Linked DNA regions of Hordeum vulgare: region 2 is linked to region 1. The links are chromatin contacts, called in public Hi-C maps. All regions are on one chromosome and are shown on one strand. Each heading gives the region's core, a stretch centred on a gene start, on an enhancer-like site or on the middle of the called end of the contact. The rest is flanking DNA. Distances are from core to core; before and after follow the strand shown. Region 1 holds the start of LOC123432846 (probable prolyl 4-hydroxylase 3). Region 2 holds the start of LOC123432863 (bifunctional epoxide hydrolase 2-like).

What was found. A called contact is a pair of places that touch in the nucleus more often than the background predicts.
Region 2: a contact with region 1 is called in a Hi-C map of seedling, with 2.8 times the contacts expected there. The contact joins the promoter of LOC123432863 here to the promoter of LOC123432846 in region 1. A contact is called at or near these places in 2 of 6 Hi-C or Micro-C datasets (leaf and seedling).

The regions. Positions count from the first base shown.
Region 1 is chr1H:308,678,330-308,683,188 of MorexV3_pseudomolecules_assembly, forward strand. LOC123432846 (probable prolyl 4-hydroxylase 3) reads left to right here and starts at 3,014. Exons shown (of 8, transcript XM_045115419.1): 1 at 3,014-3,442; 2 at 3,561-3,648; 3 at 4,369-4,466; 4 at 4,548-4,645. The coding sequence starts at 3,216.
Region 2 is chr1H:308,907,507-308,912,365 of MorexV3_pseudomolecules_assembly, forward strand. LOC123432863 (bifunctional epoxide hydrolase 2-like) reads left to right here and starts at 2,062. Exons shown (of 4, transcript XM_045115420.1): 1 at 2,062-2,263; 2 at 2,392-2,609; 3 at 2,697-3,094; 4 at 3,195-3,702. The coding sequence starts at 2,191. The coding sequence ends at 3,441.

The DNA.
Region 1 (4,859 bases), core at 1,764-4,263:
TTTGATACTTTCGGTTTTGGGAACATTCTAGTATCTTCCTTTGCTCAAGTTTTTTTGTTTTTTTTGTTCTCCTGTTTTTTCATCCTTTACTCAGTTTTCTGTTTGACTTTATATTTTCCCTTTATATTTTTCTTTTGCTTCGTATTTTGTTATTTTCCAAAAAAAATCACAAATTTTTGTTAAAATAATGAAACTTTTTCCAAATTCATAAAAAATCTAATCCTTAAACTTTTTCAAACTAGTATTGTTTTTTAACTACAATTCAGGAACATTTCTAAATTATAAATTGTTTCAAATATGCGTTTCTGAGAGACGAATTACTTTTAAACCGATTTTTTATAGGAAAACGTTGTGCTCCAGCCGGCGGATCGCACGAGGGCGTCCGCCGTCTCGTCCGTGCGACGCGTGTCTTATTTGATTTCATATAGTTTATCATTCTGTAACTTAACGCTTGTTGCAGATTGTGTACCGCAACACGTCCTATGTTGCAGGATCTGAAATCTAAATCCCTTGAGGGCAGACGCCTCTCGCTCGTGCAAAGCTTGTCTTATGTACGCTCACCTAGCTTGCACTTGTGCAACTTAGCGCCTGATGAAAATTTCTGCAACACGATCCTTATTGCAGAAAATATTTTATAACAAATTCTATTGCAAAAAAATATACGGACGTTTTCGCAACATGCTCTTTTGTTAAAAAAAAATTGCAACATAATCTATGTTGCAAAAGACCCGTCAGTCATATTTTAACCCGCCAGTCGGACGACGTAGCAACGTGCTTGTTTCCGCAACTGGAGCGTTGTTTCAGGATTTTGTGTGGTGGACGGAGGCGACCGAGCTGGTGATCGGACGGTGCACGCGTATGCATCAGATGGCTAAAAGGGTGATGGATGGTTACCACAAATGTATCAATGGATGTCTAGCAGTCCCTTTTTATAAGCTCTGCTGGTGCATAGGACCTCGCGCTTATGGGCCGTGGCCGAAGTAGCTCCGTGTGAGCGCTGGCTACGGAAGGAAAAAAAAATCGAGGAGGTGGTTTGCGGATTGGCATCTGGTGCCGACTTGCGTCTGATAGTAGTTGTAATCGTTACTCGAAAAGAAAGCAGTTGTAATCAGGCATTGCTGCGTATTTCACGTCGAGGGAGACTCTAGTCTAGCTAGCTCTATATACAAAATACAGATTAGTCCTGGCCTCCGCAGATGCACTTGTTTTGCATACGACTTGTAGCTTCCGTCCGCGTCCGTGCTGCTGTTTTGTTTTCTTCTCCGTCTATCCATGGACAAATTCTTCAAGGCCAGGTAACTTTCGTTCTTCAAAGTTCTTTTCTTTTTGCGCTGGCTTCAAAGTTCTTTTTAGGGTGAAATACAGTACAATCATCACAAACATTTTGCCTTTTTTTAACACAGTATAAACGAAGTCGTTCATATACAAGAGCATGCGCTCATCACTATAAATGCATGTACACATATTTTATTTCTATAAGCATATCTAAAAGATTAAGCCAACACATCATCTTAAAATTGATGAAGTCACTACATACACCTTCGTAATCGATGAAAAAATCACTTACCAATGAAACAATAAATCTATTAAATCTCGAAATACATCCATAAAACTGTGATCATCCATGGCAAGTATGAACATGTCTGGGCAAGTGATCTGATCACCTTACCCAGAATAAAAGAATGTCAATCTTTTCTTTTGAGGGGTAAAACCCCCCTAAAGAAAAACAGACATTGTTTATATTTACATACCCTTTTTAAGATTTTATAGCTCTAATTGGATAAATTGACTTTGTATGGGCATTTCATTGACACCTACCTTAAATAAAATAAATTGATTTCGTATAAGGATTTCACTGGCAGCTATGAAGATAGATGCCCTAGCTGCAGTTTCAGATATCCTCTATATTTCATAAACTGTACAAACTGGTTTAGCGGAGCTACCCCTTTCCCGATCCCATATCTGCTTCCATGGCTGTTATGTAATCGGGTTGTCGGAAAATATAGGTGCATCGTTCAATGATAATCCACTTCACAGCCTACGCTCATCTGCATCCATACTAAATAGAATGAATCAAAATAAATATTAAAAAATCAAAGAGCTTCATTTTTTTACTTGCTAGATAGTTTGATAGTTTGCTTTATTTTTTAAATCACTCAGACATATGAGCATCTCTCGGCAAAATAAATAAATTCAAGGTCTATAAAATTTTATTGTTCATACACTGTTCTGAGTTGATTTGCTTTTTTACTAAGAGCTACTCAGATTTTTAAATGACCTGAAACTTAGATTGGACCTCGCGCAATAAATTTTCTATCATGTATTTTTTAGTTCCTTTTATAATTATTTTTCTAAACGGATGCAGATGAGTCTAGCACCTAAATGGGTCAGATTCTACTTGTCTTGCCGTCTATCTTCTGAGTGATTAAAAATAGTTTGTATAGCCTACATAGTTATTGAAGTCTGCGTCCCCTCCATTCATATTAATTGTTGAATATTTAGTATAGATATAAGAAATTATTCATATTTTAGTCGTGTAGATTTTTTTTAACATAATACAAACATAAACGCTTATGTACACGTGCATACACTCGTGTCTATAAATACATACACACATATCTAATTCCTGTGATCACCTTCGAGAGACTGAGTTGGTATAACATTTTAAAATTTATGAAATCATCATAGACACCTCGTTGTAAACGGAACTGTTTCTTTTCATTAAATATGCATCATAAAAAGTTCTAAAATAAATTCGAAAACCAAAATTTAAAACCTGACGGACCGATAATACCACCGTCTGCTGGCAATTTATTACCCATAGGTTGGTTCGGATTGCGGTTGTGTAGCTGGGCTGCGCGTCTGTACCTTGTCGGCCCACTCTTTTGCGCGTGGCCGGTGGACTTTGTCCGCAGTGGGGCCCACTTTCTCGCAATGCCGACACGTCATCTACGGGACCCACGGCACGCGCAGCAGTTTCACGGTACAGCTAGCATCATACCTCGTCGAGCCGAACAAATGCATCAGCAGCGGCAGCGGCAGCGGCAGCATATCTCATCGAGCCCGAAACAGACCGACGACTCGGGTCACAGCGCGAGAGAGAAGGAGAGACAGAGGAGGACGACGACGAAGAGGAGGAGGAGGAGGCGCTAAACCCACCGGGGCCGGCGCCGCGAGACCCGAGGCCAGGCCGCATCCCATCCCGGGCGGGCGCGATGGCGAGCAGGACGGCGGGGCGGGGCGGGAGGCCGCTGCTGGGAGGCGGCGCCGGGGGCGGGAGGCGCGGGAAGCCGTCCAAGGCGATCCTGGCCGCGCTGCTGCTCGCGTCGGTGGCGCTGCTGCTCCTCCTGGCGCTCGGCGCGCTCTCGCTGCCGGCCGGCTCCGGCCGCGGCGCGGTCCTCTCGCTCCCGCGCCCGCGCTTCCGCAGATCCGCGTTCGAGTCGTGCGTCCCCGTTCTTCCTCCGACGCCCACGGCCTCCGTGATCCGCCGCGTTCGTTGCCCTCCCTTTTTTTGCGCGAGATTGACGCGGTGCTTCTTCTTCTCCGTTGTCGTTGTGCAGGAGGCTGGAGAAGGGCGGGGAGAAAGGGGAGCCCTGGACGGAGGTCCTGTCCTGGGAGCCACGGGCGTTCATCTACCACAACTTCCTCGTGAGTCTCTTGCCTTGCCCCCATTCTGTGTTTTGGTTTGGGCCGGGACGGCTGCCTCTTTATTCTTTACGTGCTTTGTTATCGGTTCTAGGATGCGCGTTGGGAGATCTTGAGATCTTTGTTGGTGATTTTAGACGATTGTTGAAATCCAGTTTAAGAGCTCGTTGTACACATTGGCCCAGCCGTACCAGATTAGATTCGTGAAGTAAAATCCGAAATGCTTGTACTTCAGTCGCAAGAATGCCGAATGAAGTTTAGTTATGATGTGAATTTGGTACAGAAAATTGTGCACTAAGGAACCAGGCGTGAGCTGGATCGCTGCTGGCATTTTGCCGTGGGAGGGCTATTGTACATGCTGGGTGTCCGGACATGGCTCTTGCTGAGTTCTACATGTGTGTTGTCCATCTAGGAATCCTCATATATATAGTCACACATAATTTGTGCTTCGAATCTGCTTGACCTTCAAGTCAGGGGCTCAAACTCGGAAGTTCAGGCACATGTGCTTGGGACAAAGAAGTAGATGATAAATATTAACACTGGCATTAGAAACTTGGCATTGTGATTATTAGTATCCAAAATGCCTTTGGAAGGTGTTTACTTCTGATGACATTGCATAATAGGAGATGAAGAAATGTCATGTGTGTTTGTTGTATTTATTATAACTGGTTAGTTCGCTTCAAATAGCGATCTGGGTATGACTGACTTTACTGCTGCTCTCAGTCCAAGGAAGAATGTGAATATTTGATTTCATTGGCAAAGCCTCACATGAAGAAATCGACAGTGGTTGATTCTGCAACTGGAGGGAGTAAAGATAGCAGGTTTGGACACTGCAAATTCTTCTTTCTTTTGGAACTGTTACGGAACCTGATGCCCACTTACGCTTAATTAAATGTATTCAGGGTGCGAACGAGTTCAGGAACATTTCTTAGAAGAGGGCAAGACAAAATTGTTCGCACCATTGAGAAAAGAATATCAGATTTCACCTTCATACCTGTAGGTATGGCGTACGTACCAATACCATGGATACTTGAAAGTTTGTTTACCTTTCTATGTTTTTGCTAGTATGCCTAGGGAAAAGATTACCACAGAACTTAAGGTCTGAATATATTTTAAATACACTGTATTGTTCATTGGAAGAACCTTTCAGCTTTAATTCAGCATAAATAAATTGAACACCACCTCAAATTATCGGAAAGTGTCATTTTGTTTAA
Region 2 (4,859 bases), core at 812-3,311, 230 kb after region 1:
AATCGATGTAAGTCCAAGGTGCATCATATTACTGTTTTGAAATTCAGCCATTTATGAGGTATACATCCTTATTATTATACTCACAAATTATATCACTTATGTTAAAAATAATTTATTGGATTAATGGCAAATCTACTTTTATGTTTAAGTAAAAGGTATAATTTGAATGCTGAAGGCTTCTTAGATTTTCGCAAAAAAGGTGGCTTCTTAGATTGAATGAGATATTTTCATAGGAATTTTATTGTGCTTTTGCTGCATTTATTTTCATTAGGTTTGAGTTTAGAGATCTTACAATTTGTCCTATGTGATTGCATGTATCTTCACCCACATTATTGTAAATTCAAGAGCTTTAAACTCTTGTGATTTTATTTAAAAGTCACGGTATCCATATTGTTGTGCTTCCTATTTTCGTCTTCATACGTTTTAGAATCCAATGTTTCCAAAACTATTTCTCAAATTTACTCATGAATCAACTGCCGAAACATAGTGGTATAGTCATATATAATAGGCCCAAAATTTTTGTTTCGCCCTGGGCCCTCAAAATCTCAGGACCGGCCCTGCACAAAGGCTCTCGTATTACAATAGATTTCGGATCGCATTACAACCCGTATCTTACTCTACTTCCTACTAACTTGGGCGAGGGAGACTCTTCAGGTTTCTCTTCTTGAGCTGGCCTGCCGTGTAATAGGCCTTAACCCGTTAACCGGCCTCGTGGTGAGTCGCCCCTTTGGCCTTCGCGTCTAGGGCCTCTTGGCCAAGTTATGGCTCAAGCGGGTTATCCCCATGACGGGTTAACACGGGGGATATATCCCTAACAGGATTGGAGATGGGAAATCAAGCCGTCAATGACGAATTTTCCTTGTGTTGTTCCCCACATGAACTCTCCCATCTTCCATATTTTTAGGAGTTTGAATAAGCCCATAACTTTGCTCATCCGGCTCTGAGTTCTTCTAGTGGGGGTACTTTCAGCTCCTCTTATGAAGGATACAATGTAGTAATTCATGGTGTGCTCTGCACTTGATCTGAAAGAAAATTTGGCGCTTCTCATTTAATAAAAGAAAAAAGATAGAAGCGGTCGCCCCTGCTCTAGGTCCGCCACAACATTCATGATGTTCGTCCGTCCAAACACGACACTAGATCTTTCAAAATAAAAGAAAACGCAACAGTAGCATCGCTAGCATGCTAACCGATGAGTCATTTGGAATCTAAAACCAGCTGGCAGACAGATAAACAGCTGATGGTCGCAAAGAAAATTAGCATCACGAGGCCGGCGTGGCACGTGGTAAGGCCATAACTAAAGCCTGTCGTGGTTCATGTCTGTTTCATTGTTTTGACCTTTACAACAAATCTTAGTACGAAATGAACTCGTTTGAAAACAATTTCACCATCTAACCCTTTTGATAACGTCATAAACCGTGGCGTTTTATCTTCATTTAGAAACGCCAACTTGTACTGCATTGCTGGCTTGGTCGAGATGGTACGCGACAGGATAAAAACGTCGACCTGTACTGCGTTGCTAGAAACGCCAAAGGGCAAAAGTGAAACACCACTGCTAATGATGTTGCAAAAAGGTTGTTCACATTTAACACTTATTTATGTAGGGGAGCAATGCAGTACGAGTTGGCCTTTCTAAATAAAAATGAAACGTCACGGCTTATGACGTTATTAAAAGGGTTAAATCGTGAAATAGTTTTCAAACAAGTTTATTTTATGCTAATTTTTATTGGAAGGATCAAAACAGTGAAAAAGTCGCGTGGTTTAGACCTTGCACTGGGTTGCAGGAGCCACGAAGTTACAACTGACTACTATTCCGGGTGAGTTCAGAGGTCAAATAAAACAGATCTGAGCAGATGCTGTGAACAGATTCCAAGCCCGAAATGGCCTTGCAAGGCCCTGGTGCAGTGCTGATTCTCATCCACGGAATTTTTTCTTCGCAGGATTTCAGAGTATCTGCGCTGAGCTATTTCTTGGATTCCAAGGTGCGCGGCGTTTGTCTATAGCTCGGCCTGCAGGAAACACCAAGAGCGCATGAAGCCAAAACGGCAGGGTCAAAGAGAGTGGGGAGCCATCTCGAATCATTCCCACTACCAAAAATATTCTCATCCTTCCATTTTAGAAATCAATGTCTCCTCCCGGAAATGCTATATAAAGTGAAGCGCCACGCACTAGGAGCACCGGAAGTAAGCAGCAATGGCGCACCAGATAGAGCACAGCCACCTCCTCGTCCGTGGGCTCAACCTCCATCTTGCTCAAGTAGGCAAAGGTGAGGGCTAGTTTCCCCTGTTCTTTTCGCCATGGGCATCGTGAGTAGTGGAGCTCGAGCTTGATGGAGCGATGGTTCTTTGTCATGTTGTGTGTGATCTGTGGTTCTGTTATTTGTGCTGCTTGCAGATGAGCTTGGGACGGTGGTGTTCTTGCACGGCTTCCCGGAGATATGGTACACGTGGCGCCACCAGATGCTGGCCGTGGCCGCCGCCGGGTACCGCGCCATCGCGCCCGACAGCCGCGGCTACGGGCTCTCCGACCAGCCGCCGGAGGACGTGGAGGCCACCTGGGAGGACCTCGTCGCCGACGTGCTCGCCATCATCGACGCCCTCTCCATCCAGAAGGTACGTAAGCGCGCCCCATCCTCTCCGGTGAACAGCTGAGAAACCCCATGCTCGCTCCAGTGAGATGACCGCCTTGCGCTCCTCCAGGTGTTCCTGGTGGGCAAGGACTACGGCGCGATGCCGGCGTACGACTTCGCGCTGCGGCACCCGGACCGCACCCGCGGCGTCATGTGCCTGGGCATCCCCTTCAGCCCGGGGCCCTTCAACTTCGACACCATGCCGGAGGGCTTCTACATCCTGCGGTGGCGCGAGCCCGACAGGCCGGAGGCCGACTTCGGCCGGCACGACGTCCGGCGCGTGGTGCGCACCATCTACATCCTCTTCTCCCGCAGCGACGTCCCGGTCGCCGAGGAAGGGCAGGAGATCATGGACCTCGCCGACCTCTCCACGCCCCTGCCGCCGTGGTTCACCGAGGAGGACCTCGACGCCTACGCCGCGCTCTACGAGAAGTCCGGCTTCCGCTACCCTCTCGAGATACCATACAGGTAGGTTAACCGAAGCCGAAGGTTCTCTGCGCCCTCAGCCATGGGCCATGGCCTGATGGCCACTGATTGACGAGCTTATTGACTGCTGCCATGATCGCAGGGCTCTGCACAGGATGACGAAGCACGTGGACCCCAAGTTCCAGGTGCCGGTATTCATGGTGATGGGAGAGAAGGACTACTGCTTCAAGTTCCCTGGCTTCGAGACCGCCATGAGGAGCGGCGTCATGAACACCTTCGCGCCGGACCTCAAGATCACCTACATCCCTGAAGGAAGCCATTTCGTGCAGGAGCAGTTCCCGGACCAGGTCAATGACCTCCTCCTCGGCTTCCTCAAGGACCATCCCTGATCGATAGTCCATGGACGGACGAGAGTGAGCTCGGGGTTCCCAATGAATAAAGCTTCCGGCACCATTGCTCTGCTTGAACCATGCCGCTCTGAATTTTTCTTTGTCGCTGAGAATGGATAGTGCAACTGTAATGTAATCATGTCCGTGTGGTTTTTCAGTTTTTGAATCTGGTAGCTCATCGGTTAAGAATAAGAAACATTATATTTCTATAAAACTGTACTCTTTTCATTAACTCAAAATGTAATATTATGGAGATATCAACCATGAAAAAGGCTTGCGCCGTGCAGCGATGCAGGAAAACAGGATGTAGGTCCCGGTGTCCGGAACATCGCACAGCGGGCACATACCAGTATGAGGAGGTCGGGATGTCGGTGATGGGTCTCAAGCATGTGGCATTTGGTCGTTTGAAGGTTTGTCCCAAATGCTGGAGCCCTCCCGAGAACCTTGGGATCGAGGAGGGGGTAGTTGAATCCATGTATGACGGTCAACTTCTCTCTCATTTGGTGAACCAAGTAGTTGGAGGTCTTCATGACTTGTTTAAACACCAACACATTGATGATTGTGTGTGTGATTGTGGGTTGGACTTTGTTGCCATAACAGAATCTGCTAAATATGACTTTCCGGCGCATGTTCTTAATCACCTCTTCGGTGGTTTCAACGTCACCTCACATTGTTTACCTCCGCATAGCAGGTTCTGCGAGATCTTACATGGTATCTAGCTTACCTCAATGGATTTGTTAGCCATTTTGGTTGGAGAATTTCACATGGCAGTTCTGCAGAATCTTACAGGCATGGTAAGTTTTGTGGGATCTTACACGACCCTTGTCAGTTGTCACGTCAACTGATATCGGGTGATTGGACAGCCTTGGTGTTTCGGACAGAGATCAGGTGACTTGTCCATATAGCAAGTCACGCTGCAACTTGCGGCTATGCATCAGCCACTCAAACGCCACCCAACGAACAGGAGCCATCCAAAGTAGAAACATCTCACACTTGGTCCATTAAGCACAGCAACGGAAACAAACACCAGTTTTTTAGCTCGTTTTCAGTCATTAGGAAATACAAATACTATCATTTTTTAGTCAGTTGACAGTACAAACGATCAGATAAAAATACAAAAAACATGTGTTCAGCTGTTTGCGTTATACAAATAGCATTTTCAACGCGGATCCCAAACCCACGCATCCGTCTAGACAACATGGTTCGAAAGTGTTTTGTCATTCAGCATAGTCTTACATATGTCGTCGACTGATCTGAACGTTCTTTTTTTATGGGCGTCCGAACCGCTATCACGCATGCGTCCGACAACCCAAAACTCTCTCCCTTGCATGCGTCCTTTTTCGCCCGAAGCGGTCAATGCCACTCTAGATAATGGGTGCCTCATTCATGTCGGCATATGCGACCTTTCACTAGAGCTG